2 separate regions of the Zea mays genome follow, and region 1 is linked to region 2. A link is a contact called in public Hi-C data. All regions are on one chromosome and are shown on one strand. Each heading gives the region's core, a stretch centred on a gene start, on an enhancer-like site or on the middle of the called end of the contact. The rest is flanking DNA. Distances are from core to core; before and after follow the strand shown. Region 1 holds the start of LOC103629568 (probable methyltransferase PMT24). Region 2 holds the start of LOC100285948.

Region 1 (6,350 bases), core at 449-2,948, 160 kb after region 2:
GCAGTGAGCATGGGGTGGGGGGGGATTCAGTTCAGAGACGCGGACGTATCTACCCTGTCTCGGCTCTTGGGCCACTCGATGGGACGGCGGTAGCCGCTGGGGAGCGCGACGAGGCACGTCGGGCCCTCGTCGGGGCAGTGCCGCTCCCGGTGCTCGTACCGCCGGAAGTTCTCCGGCCGCAGCTTCTTGATGGCCTTCTCGTTGTCCAGGCACGGGATGTAGTCGGCGCCGGCCTTCACGTTGCACACCCGCCACTCGCGCTCCTCTCCGCCGGCGTTCTCCGCGCCGTTGCCGTCGATGTCGCCGCCCTCGTCGCGGCGGTCCGTCTCCCGGTGTGACTCGTCGGCCTGCGTCGCCCACGCCTTCTGCTCCTCCGTGCGGCCTTCGGCGGCGAGCGAGTCCTCGACCTCGACGCTGCGGCCGTCGTCCTGACTGGCATTTCCGTCCGCGCGCCCCGTCCCCGTGTGCTCCGACTCCGACACGGCCTCTCCGCTGTCGGCGTCTCCGCTGGACCCTGACACCGACGACGAGCGCGCCTCCTCCTCGCCCTGTGACTGCTCCCTGCCGCGCTCCTCCTCTGTCCCTTCGTCGGCACCGTCGTCGGCCTGCGGGTCCTCCTGCGCTTCGCGGCGCAACTGGCTCCCGGCTGCGGCCTGCTGCTCCTCGAGCGCGCTCTGCTCCGCCTCTCGCTGCCTCTGCCCCGCGTTGCTCTCCTCCTCGATGCCGCCGTCCAGGTTCTTCTCCTCGACGGCAGCGGCGGCACCCCGAGGCCGCTCGTGTGGCATCTCCAGCTGCGGCTCCTGCTCCTGCTCCTGTTCTCGCTGCTCGCGGCTGCTCTCTTCCAGCACGGCTGTTTCTCGCTCCTTCTCCTCCTCCACCTCCCCACCGCGCGCGCTGGCCGCCTCGTCGTCTCCGGCGGCCACGTGGCCACCACCGTCCTCGGCCTTCACGTCCTCCATGGCCACCGCGGCGGCCTCGTGCTCCTCCTCCACGCCCGCCGCCGCCTCGTCCGACACACGCTCCTCGTCAGGCCTGGCGTGCGGGTCGCCCAGCGCGGCGCCGGCGCTCCGGTCGGGCCGCGGCTCCTCCTCGGCGCCAACGGCCTTAACAGCGGCGGGCGTGTCTCGGGCCTCCGACGCCTCCTCCCCGCGCGGCGCCGCCCGCTCCCTGGTGAGCTCGTACGCGAAAGAGGAGCGTGTAGTGTGGCGGTACGCGGTGACCGTTGCGGCGTCCCCGTCGGCGGAGGAGGTGGACGTGAGGAAGTAGGCCCCCGCGACGCACAGCGCGACGAGCAGCGCCGTCGTGGCGTAGTAGACGCACGCGGACGCGGCGGCAGCCGAGGACGACGCGGCGCCGCGCTTCCCGCCGCCGGCGCGCGAGCTGCGGGCGCCGGCGCCGGCGCCGGCCATGGATCGATCCCGCATGCGGCAGGGTTCGTAGCGGATGGGAGTCGCCTGGCGCGCGCGCGCGGTCGAGCAGTCGATTGATGAGGGAAACCAAACAAAGCTCTGGATGACTAATTAGGTTTTTGGCTGTTCTTTTTTGGCCAGCACAAGTGGCGGGAGGCGTAATCCCGGGAACATGGGGTGATCCCGGCGCGTCGGGGGTGGTCGGACGTGAGGATGACATGTGGGGTCTCCATGAGCTGCGTTGCTTAACAAGCGGGCGAGCTAGCGTTATCGTAGCATATATGCATGGGGCGTCGTCGTCGCCTCGGCCTCCTCCTCTTCTCACGCTCTTCACCTTCGCATCATGTGCCTCTACTCCATGTTTTTCTCTGCATAAGGATTTTTTTGAACAATTTCCGTAAAAAAATGTAGCCAAATACATAGTTGTGGTTGCCAACTAAGTACCAAACTCTTGCCATAATAATGAAAGTGAAAAAATGTCAATATTAGTTTCCAAGATGACTATACCAGTAGATGGAAGGAAACCTAACACTATCACCTTAAACTGAGGCGTCCCATTGCATTGCCACAGAAACATTCTTGTGAAAACCAAAGGTACATCTAGTATACAAAAACCTAAACGCTATATAACATTAGTTTAAACTTTGCGAATCACACTAAACTAAATCACCCTCACATCCACAACCTCCACTAAATCTAGCAAACAAATTACACTCAGACTTAGCACATCATCAAAATCAACGTTTCAGATCGTTTGATGAACAATCCCATTCGATCCCCTCCCCTCTCTTGCCTCGTGACCTGCCGCTCCCAGCCTCTCCCTCTCTACTGCCCCACGGCCGTCAACCTCTCTTCTCGCGTCGCCAACCATTCTATCCGTGGGATCGTAATGTTAATATAGACTATATACTGTCATAAAAAGGATAAAGAAAGAAAGAAAGAAAGGGCGAGTGGATAGATTGCAGGCAAGTCAAAAGGAGCAAGATATATTGTCCACTGAGTATTATATTGGGGGTAATTAATTAAATAAACCAAGGAGATTAAGCAATGATCTGCCGGCGGGGAGATGAGAGAGTAAAAGGGGGAAGCAATAAATTGGACAAAGGCAAGTTGGGTCCTCCGTCGTCTTCTCTCTAGTCAGTGCAATGGCTTGTCACTTACAAGCTCCAGGAATGGCAGGACGAGCCCAATAACCCATGCCTGGAACTAGAAAGCCGCACGAAGGATTTCCTCTTCTGCTGAGGAGGCGCATGAGATTGACCGAGCCGCAAGCCAAGCCTCTGCCAGCAGCTACCACAACCAGGAGGAAGAGGAACGAAGCGCTCCCTGTCCCTGGATAGCTCTAGCTCTCGTCCTGTCCGATCAGAACGGGGGGCCACGTGGGCAGGTCGCGTAAGGGGGCAGCAGGCCGGCAGCCATTTTTATAGATGTCCATAAAAGCACCCGGCCCGCGAGCCGTGTAGTGTATTGCTTGTGTAACAGTGATTTCGTGTGCTATTTGTGTAACTGTATGTAAGTGTAATGTGACATGTGTATTATTTCTGATCTTTGTAAGTGTAAATGTCAATTGTGATTGTGTAATTCAAACGGAGTGTTTCATGTGCTTGGTTTTAGTGTTGGTGGGCTCGGGCCGGTACAGTCTCGTTCTCGGGGTCGTGTGCTGGCTTGACACAGTTGGGCTCTTCTCATGTCAGGCTCGTTTAGGTCCTGTTCGGTTGTTCCGGATTGGAGCCCTGGATTAATTCCTAGCTAAATTACTTCTCTAATTTATATAGATTTTGATGAGTTGGAATGAATCCTGTTTTATTCCGGTACAACCGAACGAGCCCTTAGGGGTTTAGGCTCGTCGAGCGACCTATCCACAATACAAATAGGTATTCGAGTCTAACCATGCCGTATACTTAATAACCAGGACCGGATCGAGGTCGTGCTATTCATTTGGACATTATATTTTTAGTCATTCACGGGCTTTGCGACGACGCAAGTTTGGATTCCCACCCATGGCTACCACGTGGTTTTAATTTAATTTACAGCTGATTCCGAAAGCCTTTAGGCCTTGTTCGTTTACATCGGATTGCACCCGGAATTATTCCGGCTAATCAAAGTTTATATAAATTAGAGAAGCAATCCGGCTCGGATTCGTTCCGACCCATCAATCCGACACAAACGAACAAGGCCTTAGATGGAGGTGACTAGTCATGTGATCTACAGCCTAGGACTAGGAGTGAACGAGTGGTTAGCGCACACTCTTTTTTCTGATAGATGGCTAGATGGACAATGGGAGTTCCATCGGTTGCGTTGCAAGGTCGACCCGACCGAATGCGCGTATCGTGCTTTTCAGACGTTGAGAGAACGTAGCTGCAGCCAGCTAGCGCTACTTAACTCCTCTCTTGTTTGTCCCTCGCCTTTGCGTGTCATTTCCATAAATGACATAGAAACATGCTTTATTTATCTTTAATTGCTTGATGATCCATGCATCTATAGTTGGGTGGCCCAACCCAACCAAATTAAGGCGGCTTAGCGGCCTCAAGAAACTGATTCTAAAGTACACATGGCTTTGGAAAGGTGGTCCTGGTGGAGAGTGTGGCTTTATTTTAGGAAACTGAAGTACACATTGTGACACGTAATTGCTTGCAGTGTGTGGATGTGGACAGCGGAGCGACGCAGGCTGATGAAACTGAAGACAACCACAACCTTAATACTGATGAAGAGAAAGCGCGAGAAGCTGGAGTTCAAGTGAACAGGCTGAGGCGGGTGAAGAAGCTGAATCCAAAATACCTTGGGCCAACTTGGGTCATGTAATAGTTGCTGTGGCGTTTACAATTGGGCCTTGTGCCGTGTACTAGAACGACATCCTTGTCATACAAGGAGAAAGTCAGACTAGAAGAGATAACGAAGAATAGAAACCTGATTCCGTCGCCCAACTCTTCTAGTTCTTCTTCGCCAATCCACCTTCTCTGTACCCGCTACCTTAACATCTGGTATCAGAGTAGGCAGCCCTGGAGTCGCTTCCACCAATTCCAGGTCATCGTCCTCATTCTACTGTCGCAGTCGGCATGGAGGTCGTGATGCAGAAGGTGGTCGGCATGGAAGCGGTGATGCAGAAGATGCTCGACGAAATGGCGAACATAGAATCACACATCACGGACGCGATGTGTGGGCACTGCGATGACTTGGAGCACCGGATGGAGGAAGCATAACAGAAAACCGAAGCCCGTCTCATTTCCCTTGAGATGGACCAAGGCGAGTTTGCAGGGTGGAAGCCAACGCTGGAGAAACATCTCGATAACCTACTGTTTGAGGTGCAACGCGCGAACAAGTTCATGAAATGCGAGGCGTTCGACCATGACTTCACGCAATCGGGTCTTCTCCACCCTAACGAGTCGGCGACCAGGCGCACATCTGCCAGGGTTCAGTTCGTCGACGGGCCAGATGGCCACCGTGACGACAACAATCAACGGGTACACGAGTGGGGTAGAAATTTTCCCCACACTCATGTCCTGGTCAACAATAACTTCCATAATCCCATCCCTGGTCGTGTGAATGATACGTTCATTTCTGGGCATGATCGGGAGTCCCAAGGTAGTCTGTCGTGCATAAACTTTCCCCACTTCGATGGCGACAAACCCCAGTTGTGGAAAACTTGCTGTGAAAATTACTTTGATATGTACGATGTTGAACCTACCATGTGGATTAGAGTTGCAACAATGCATTTTAGTGGTCGGGCGCAGGTTGGCTGCAGTCTCTCGGTCGTCGTATTAGACAAATGTCCTGGGCAGCGTTTTGTGCTCACATACAAGACCATTTTGGTCGGGAACAACATGAATCATTGATTCGTCAGCTCTTTCGCATTAGACAAATGGGGTCGGTAGCGGAGTATATAGAGCACTTTTCAGTCTTGGTAGATCATCTATCGGCTTATGAAACCAATACAGACCCGCTATAATACACTATGTGTTTCATCGATGGGTTGCGATCTGAAATTAAGTCTGTTATTATGGTTCATCGTCCCTCTACCTTGGACACTACTTGTACTCTCGCCTTGGTGCAGGAGGAGGACGCTGATGCAGGACAATGGATTGTCAAATATCCATTTAACAAGCCCTCTCTAAAATCTTCAGCTGGACCAACTAAGTGGGACAAAGGTAAGGACACAACTAAGTCAGGTGTTCCTGAGAAGTGGGTAGCCTCTGATAAGTTGGATTCCTTGCGTCGGTATCGGCGTGCTCGGGGGCTTTGTGACAAGTGTGCGGAGAAGTGGAGCTTTGTACATAAGTGTGTAGCTGCTGCTCAAATACATGTCATGGAGGAGGTTTGGGAATTGTTATCTGAAGAACATTCATAGGGATAGGAGACCGACTCTCAGAACCAACAACTGAGCAGATTTTTATGTCTCTTTCTCGTTCAGCGTGGGGTTGTTCTAATAGTGCTCAGACTCTGAAGTTACAAGGATCCATTCAGGGACAACCTGTGCTTATACTCATTGATAGTGGGAGTTCTCATACATTCTTAAATGAGAAGTTGCGACCACAGTTGCAGGGAGTGTCAGTTAGGCCTTCTTCCTTGAGGGTGCAGGTGGTAATGGTCAGGTTGTCAGCTGCCAATATATTATGAAGCAAGCTCAGTGGAAAATTCAGAATTGCACTTTTTATTCTGACATTTCTTTCTTGCCTTTACCATGTTATGATATGGTGGTTGAAATGGATTGGCTACAGGTCTTTAGCCCCATGAGAGTGGATTAGGATCATAAGTGGTTAGCTATTCCTTATAAAGGTGCAACTGTGGTGTTACAAGGACTCCCTCACACAGTTCCTTCATATACTATAGTTGAGTAGTGGTTATTGAACTCTCCTGGTCAATCTGCACCACAAGCTCCCATTCAACCTCAAATTCAGTCACTGTTGCAAAAATTTGTTGTTCTTTTTTAAGATCCCAAAGGTT
Region 2 (6,861 bases), core at 38-2,537:
CATCCTGTATTTCATGTGTCCCAACTCAAGGCAGCTACTGGAACCAATCATCAGTCGATTTCATCTCTACCATCTGGTACTAATCCATTGCAGGTCCCTCTTCATATCCTGCAACGACGCCTGGTTCAGCGTGGCAGCAATATGGTTGCGCAGGCGAAGCTCGTTTGGTCCGGCCTCGACGCAGCATTGACCAACTGGGAAGATGTGATGGCTCTCAAGGAACGATTCCTAAATGCACCTGCTTGGGGACAAACAGACTTTGAAGGGGAGGCGGATGTCAGCAATGCTGACGAGAACGACAAGCTGAAGGCAGCAGACAGCAGGAACAAGCCACACGGCACGCAAGTCAGTCGTCTAAATACTAAAGTTACTAGACCGATGTGGGCCAAGTAGTGGAAGTCGTCTGGCTGTGGGCCGTTTTTGATCCAATAGCTCTATATAAAAGACAATACGAAGAATACTACCGAGACGCCGCCGGGCTCTCGGTGCCATCTCCCTTCTTCTCTGCTCTCTCGCCCCTTCTCCACGCATCTTCTCTGCTCGACTGCTCCTCCCTTCCCATTGCTAACACGAGACTTTATTTCGAAATCTCGGCTGACAAACGTGCAAAGTTGACTTTTCTAGAATAAAATGCGATTAACATATGTATGCGTCCAGAGACAAGCGCGCAATGCCCCCTAACATAAAATTTCAACTTTACGAAAATGGGTCAAAAAGAAAAGAAAAGAATACAAGGCAATCCAAACACGATCAGTCTATCCAGCGAATCGATCGGCGTGAAGTTGAACCCAACCCGCGTCTGCGTGCGCGTCTGCTGGCGGTGGGTGGTCCCTGTGATTGGCTGCCAGATTGGAATGGTCGGGCCGGATCCGCTTCCCAGCGTGGACCAGGCCGCCGCGGTGGGTTCGGTGGGTGTCGTCGTCTCCACGCCGGCCACCCAACTTGCTTGGAGCGGGATTGTTTTGAGAACTGCGGCTATGCTTCAGAGTCGGTCGATTCTTTGTCCACAAGATAAGGAAGCAAGCATGAGTACTCTGTAAAATTGGAGAGCTCGAAAGGCTCTGCCAATTAGGGGAAGGAATGGATGTTTCATCACGCTCGTTCAAAACTGAAAAGACAGTGAAACACCAGAGGAAATGATGGTGAGCCTAGAGAGCGGGAGGCGGAGCGGCTACTATGTTTTGTCGATTTTGTTTTTTTTTTCCAAAAAATAAAAGACAAAAGAAAACCGTCCCTCTTCGCCCCCCCCCCCCCCCCCCCTTCTTGCTTCGCGTCTTCTTCCTCCCCAAGTCGCCTCCGCGCCTCCGCATATAGGCAGCGTCGCCCCTCTCCGCTTTCCCGAATTAGCGCCACCGCCACCTCCGCCTCCGATCCCGCCTCTCCCGGGAACGAAGCCGAGCCGCCCGAATCGCCCTCCACCCACCCATATAGCCGGGCCCCGGACCGCTCCCCACCGGCTCGCGCCCCCGACCCCTCCGCCGTCCGCCGCCGCATCGCGTGGGAGGGGGAGGAGGAGGAGGAGGAGGAGGCCATGGCCGCTGCCGTAGCTTGCAGGCGCGCGGCGCTCCTGCACGGGCACCAGCAGTGGCCGCAGCGGTGGGCGGCCGCGCCCTGCCCCCGCTCCATCTCGCAGCTCGTCAAGACCAACGGCCGCCGCGCCTTCCTCGTAGACACCCTCGCCCTGGTAAGTCAAGCCTCCGGGGTCTCTCCTTACCGTACTCTCGCTCAGTTTCGGCTTCCGCCCGAGAGGTGTTCGGCGGAATGCTCCGGCGAGCTGCTGACGCGGGCCGGGATGGTCGTGTCGCTCGCAGGTCAGGAAGCTGGAGTCGCAGGGCGTGCCCACCAAGCAGGCGGAGGCGATCACCTCCGCCATCACGGAGGTCCTCAACGACAGCCTCGAGAGCATCTCCGAGTCCTTCGTCTCCAAGGCCGAGATGCAGAAGGCAAGCGCCTCGCCTTTGGCATTGCGTGGATGGTTGTTTCATAGAGGTTTGCTTGGGTCCTGTGGACGGATTGCTCGGTTGTCTTTCTCATTTGGTGGTCTTGGTACTCTGTTTGCAGAGTGAGATGCTGCAGGAGTCCAATATCTCCAAGTTCAAGTCCCAAGTGCAGAGCTCGCAGGTACTGTTTGAAACTAAAATGTTAGGTCGTGAGGATTAGTTGTCCCTGGATTTTCATGGGGCTTAATCTGGGATCTTGTACATGATCCACATAAATTGTTGCTGGCTTCAAATTGGTCTGTGTATTTTATAGGCCTTTTGGGGTGAAGTCACTCAGCATTTCTTCCTCTCTGGATTGTTTTAGATTTGTTCATTTCAGCAGTACAGGGTTTGTTGGATGAAAGTTTGTACAACCTGATTTAGAGCTGCTGCTCGTTAACATTGATGGGGCTATTTGTTTGTGGAATAGATGTGCGCAGATGGGGATTGTGGGTTGAGTCACCATTTATCTGTGCCTTTGGGGGTATCAGATTATGGTGGGTGATATGTCTTGGCCATTTTTACCATCTTAATTGCAGTGAGATTGGTAAATTTGCTCACATGTCTTAACATTTGGCCTTTTATTTTGGAGTTAACATCAGTGGTCTGAGCTTGCCTTGTAGAAGTTAATCTCAAGTCATCAAGTTACATTAGTTCAGGCTTAAAAGATGTACTGCTTGCCTTGTATTGGTTACAGGGCCATTTCTCAAATCAGTTTACATCCATGTGAAATGTTAGTGTAGTATCCATGGTAAGGGATGAACGATACCTATCTGAGCCTTTGGAGAGGTGTCTTATCTCATATACCCTTGGCATGCCAGCAGTAAAGTTGGGGAGAATAGAATAATCTTCCTTTTCAAAAACCACTATTTGTACTATAACACGGACATGGACATCTGAATTAGTTAAGGTTGTTTTTATGTATGCATCATACCACTTATTCTCAACAATTAGTTTCAAACTTGTGGCCTGTTGGTTCCAGAGGCGCTCCCAGAGTCCCAGAAGCTAGCACCCGCATTTTTAGAGTTCCGTACCATGTCATTATGCACTCCATACTTTGACTTTGCTATGCAGAAGAGAATTCTGTTATCATACATTCTATTCTTATCCAATAAAATATTTATTGGTACTTCCAGATAGCTTGAATGCCAAGTATAACAGATGCCTAGTGATCGGAACACATTAGAGTCTTCAAATTTTAGCCACAGGAATTACAAATCCTGGTCTACTGTTTTTTAATAATGTTTTTGGAAATTAGTCTTGAGAAACATTAATGTTGTGTTAAGTTTATCCCTACTCCCTGTCCAATTGAGTAGCTGATATTTTAATATTTTATGGTGTGCTCTGAACTTCAAGATGTTTTGCTGATTGTGCTCAGTGTCTGGACTTATTATCTAATGTTTCGTTCATCTTACCATGCATTATTTCTGAGATATATTTATACTTTTTAGGGTTTGTGATCACCTAACGTTAGATGTATATGCGGATCATTTTTTTCTGCTCATCTGCAATCATATGGAACTACTAATTGTCATTTTACCTGGGATGTTCTATCCATTATCTAGTTTGGAGGAACAATCTGATGCATTTTTCGAGAGAAATAACTCTCTTTCAGAGAGTGGGATTCCAGAATTCTGTCTAGGATTTAAGAGTCAGGAATTACATATCTAATACTCTGATTTGTATGCATGGTGCTGGATTTTTCTCATTGTGATCCCAGTTTGGGAGTTGGGATAAAAGGCATTGTTGTTGTTGTTGTGTGCTCTGCGATGTTTTAGCTGAACCTAGTGCTACATAACTGCAGATTTCGATTTGATAATTGAAACCACTAACCTAAAAATAGTTCTTGCCTATTCGCATTGTGTTTGCATGGATTGCAGTTCACATGTCCTCATCTTGCTGCTTTTCTCTTTACATTTTCAGTATTCAAAACTGTTGGTCAACCTCTTAAAAAGGTCATTTCCTTTCTGTAGGAAAACCATTTCTCTTTACTACAGCGGGAGACTGAGAAACTTCGCGGAGATATTGATAAGATGAGGAGTGAACTGAAGTCAGTGTTAAGTTCAAGAGCTGGTTATGTCAGGAATCTGAATGAACATACTCAGTCTAATTGTTCATTGTGTGAAACAGGTATGAGATCGACAAGGTCACCGCAGGACAGCGATTGGATCTGAATCTTGAAAGAGGGTAAGATCATTTGTCTCTATTTAGATATGCCTCTCTACACTGTCCATTTCTTTTCCCATTATCTGGCTACCAGCTTTGCACTGATCAGTAAAACATAAGAATCAATACTTTCTATAGATTTGTGTATGGAACAAACACAACAAAGAATGATTAACTTGCTCTTATAGAGAAAGTTATAGTGATCTTGGCTACAATTCTGGGTCTCAGGTATCTGACTTGGACTGCTTATTTAGTTATCATTGCTCACCTTTCATATGAAAAGGCATTCATGTTCAAGTTTTAAGGTGTGTGGGCCAATCTATAATTCTAATGTTTTCAAAAAATCAATATGGTGGTTTTGTCATATGCCTTTGGTTGAGATGCTCCTAGTTCTCTTTATATGCAATCATCTGTTGGTCAGCACTCAGCAGTGTACGATGTTTAGATCATGAACACACAATGACGTGTTGACATGTGCGCTATAGTTTCTAGTGATGTTTTGCACCTTGATTTAATGTAAGGAAAACTCACTTTTTTAGGACATCTCCAGTCTCCCTTAAGCCTTCTTAGGGCTTGTTCGGTTTGAGGTGGATTGAGGGGGATTTGAGGGGATTAAATGCCATCCTCTACAACCCTTCAATCCACCCCTAACCGAACAAGCCATTGAGGATTCTTTAGTCTCTTCTGATGGATTACACTTTTACACTAGTGTGTTATAGTTCTGAATAACTGGACAGCGGTAGATGTTTTCTTTAGTATCATGCCTTTTTGAGCTAAAACTGTCATGTGTGTGATTATGGCACCTGATTGAAACCATGCTCCAGGCGCATACGTGATGAGCTTGCCAAGCAGAATGAGGAAACCACTGAGCTTACCACAAAGCTTGACAAGGTGAGTGGTAGTAAACTAAGGCCGCATGCCCATGCTTTCCGTGTCATCGTTTACATCAGAGACCAACCAAAATGTTTTGCCGGCCATATGCAGGAAATCCACTCACTGAAGGCCCAGTTGGAGGCAGCAAAGTACGATGTCATCAAGTACTGCATAGGTACCATTGTTTCGATCTCAGCCGTCGGCCTCGCCGTCCTCCGCATCGTGATGTGAAGGCAGCAAAGCAAATACGTTCTTTGGTTTTACCCATATTCGTCGCCCGTCCGTGGAAACCCGCAAGAAGAGAATAGGTTCTAATTCTGTTCCTAGTTTTTAAAGGGGACAAAACGTGCTCAGGGGAGGGGGACACTTGGTAGTAGGGAGATGTTGCTCAAACTTGTAAAAATAGATTGCCCGTGGAAGAAATGCATCCGAAATGATTCTTTACCTGTGCTGAAGCGTGCCTGGTCTCCAGAGCTGCTGAAGCCACTGTTACTGTGGGGGATCCTGAACTGTGTTAGCCTCGTCCTGTGTTGGAGCCAGCAATTTGGGCTCTGCCATCTGGCCGTTATCAGTTCTGCCCACTCGTTTGATTTTTGATTGTTGTTCCTGTCAGATATGGACTTTAGCTCCCGTCGAGGACTCGCTGCGCATGTTATGTGTAGGACCGATCTTGCTAGAAGCTGGTAGAGCTAGCCCTAAGGCCAACTCCAGAAATAGTCGTGCAAAACACTGTTTTGCAGTAATGTTTACAGTAATATTTACATAGTGGAGTTTGAAATATGAAGAGGATATCGTGGATAGTCTAAACCGTGAATAGAGGTAACAAAACACGAAAAACAGAAGATCTAAAATTTTGGATAGTGTCAGGGAAGAGGATCCAAGCCTCCAATTGTGCAACCGTAGAAGGTTTAGCCTCTAGCATTTTCTTGAGTGAATGCTAAGACTCTGTAAGTGGCTCATTATATTTATGTTGGGAATCGCGTTACTTTATCGGATGCCAAAATGGATTAAAGGTATGTTTGGATCTAGAAGCTAAAACAAAAATGGCTAAAATTTAGTCAATAAAGATCTAAACAGAAAGAGTTAAAAATAAATAAAATAGTAAATAAAAATATTATCTTAGTCACTTTTAACTCATTCTGTTTATATTTTTAGTTTCCAAGTGACTAAATTTTAGTCATTTTTGCTTTAACTTCTAGATGCAAACATGCCCTAACACTATATAATTTAGTCAAAATTGTACATCATACATAGATCAATACTACATCTATGAAGTAAGAAGACAATAATCAATTACACAAAGCTAATTTTGAGCTATAGGCTGAGAGCTAGCAGTAAAGCCATCTCCAGCTACAGGAGATCATGTATAAGGATATGCAAAATGCACAGTTTATATAGTGAAATTAAAAATAACAAGTGAGATATAGAGGCTGAGATAGTCTAATCCGCGAGTTAATAAACCCGAAGAAGCACAAAACCAGGTGGCGAACTTTAGCCTCATTTCTTCCCGTCTTCCCCAAACAAGATCTCGCCTCTCCCCGTCATGGCGGATAATTTAATCCCACCACCCCCATGCTCTGTTACATTATTGCCTCTTCCTCTCGCCGCACCCATCCCACCATGTCCTCTTCTCTGTTCCTCTCCAGCCCCCTTTTCAACCTTTGACGCTGTAGCTTGAGAGCGAGCTTAGTGCCTACCATATTCTCCTCCTGAGCGACTGAGCGCTGGTCTCCGATAGGCTCGCCATGCAGGTGCTCTGCGACGTCTGCGGCGGCGCGCCGGCCGCCGTGCTCTTCTGCACTGACGAGGCCGCGCTCTGCTCCGCCTGCGACCGCCGCGTCCA

The links. Hi-C and Micro-C count contacts between places; a contact is called where the count stands out from the background.
Region 1: a Hi-C map of leaf shows a contact between it and region 2, with 7 times the contacts expected there. The contact joins the promoter of LOC103629568 here to the promoter of LOC100285948 in region 2. A contact is called at or near these places in 12 of 25 Hi-C or Micro-C datasets (bundle sheath, ear, endosperm and 4 more).

Annotation. Positions count from the first base shown.
Region 1 is chr6:94,359,614-94,365,963 of Zm-B73-REFERENCE-NAM-5.0, forward strand. It overlaps LOC103629568 (probable methyltransferase PMT24), which reads right to left and starts at 1,699. Exons shown (of 7, transcript XM_008650648.3): 1 at 54-1,699. The coding sequence starts at 1,424.
Region 2 is chr6:94,198,819-94,205,679 of Zm-B73-REFERENCE-NAM-5.0, forward strand. LOC100285948 reads left to right here and starts at 1,288. Exons shown (of 7, transcript NM_001158837.2): 1 at 1,288-1,684; 2 at 1,812-1,943; 3 at 2,062-2,121; 4 at 3,953-4,029; 5 at 4,110-4,166; 6 at 4,970-5,036; 7 at 5,130-5,763. The coding sequence starts at 1,532. The coding sequence ends at 5,249. LOC100284380 reads left to right here and starts at 6,540. Exons shown (of 2, transcript NM_001412854.1): 1 at 6,540-6,861. The coding sequence starts at 6,764.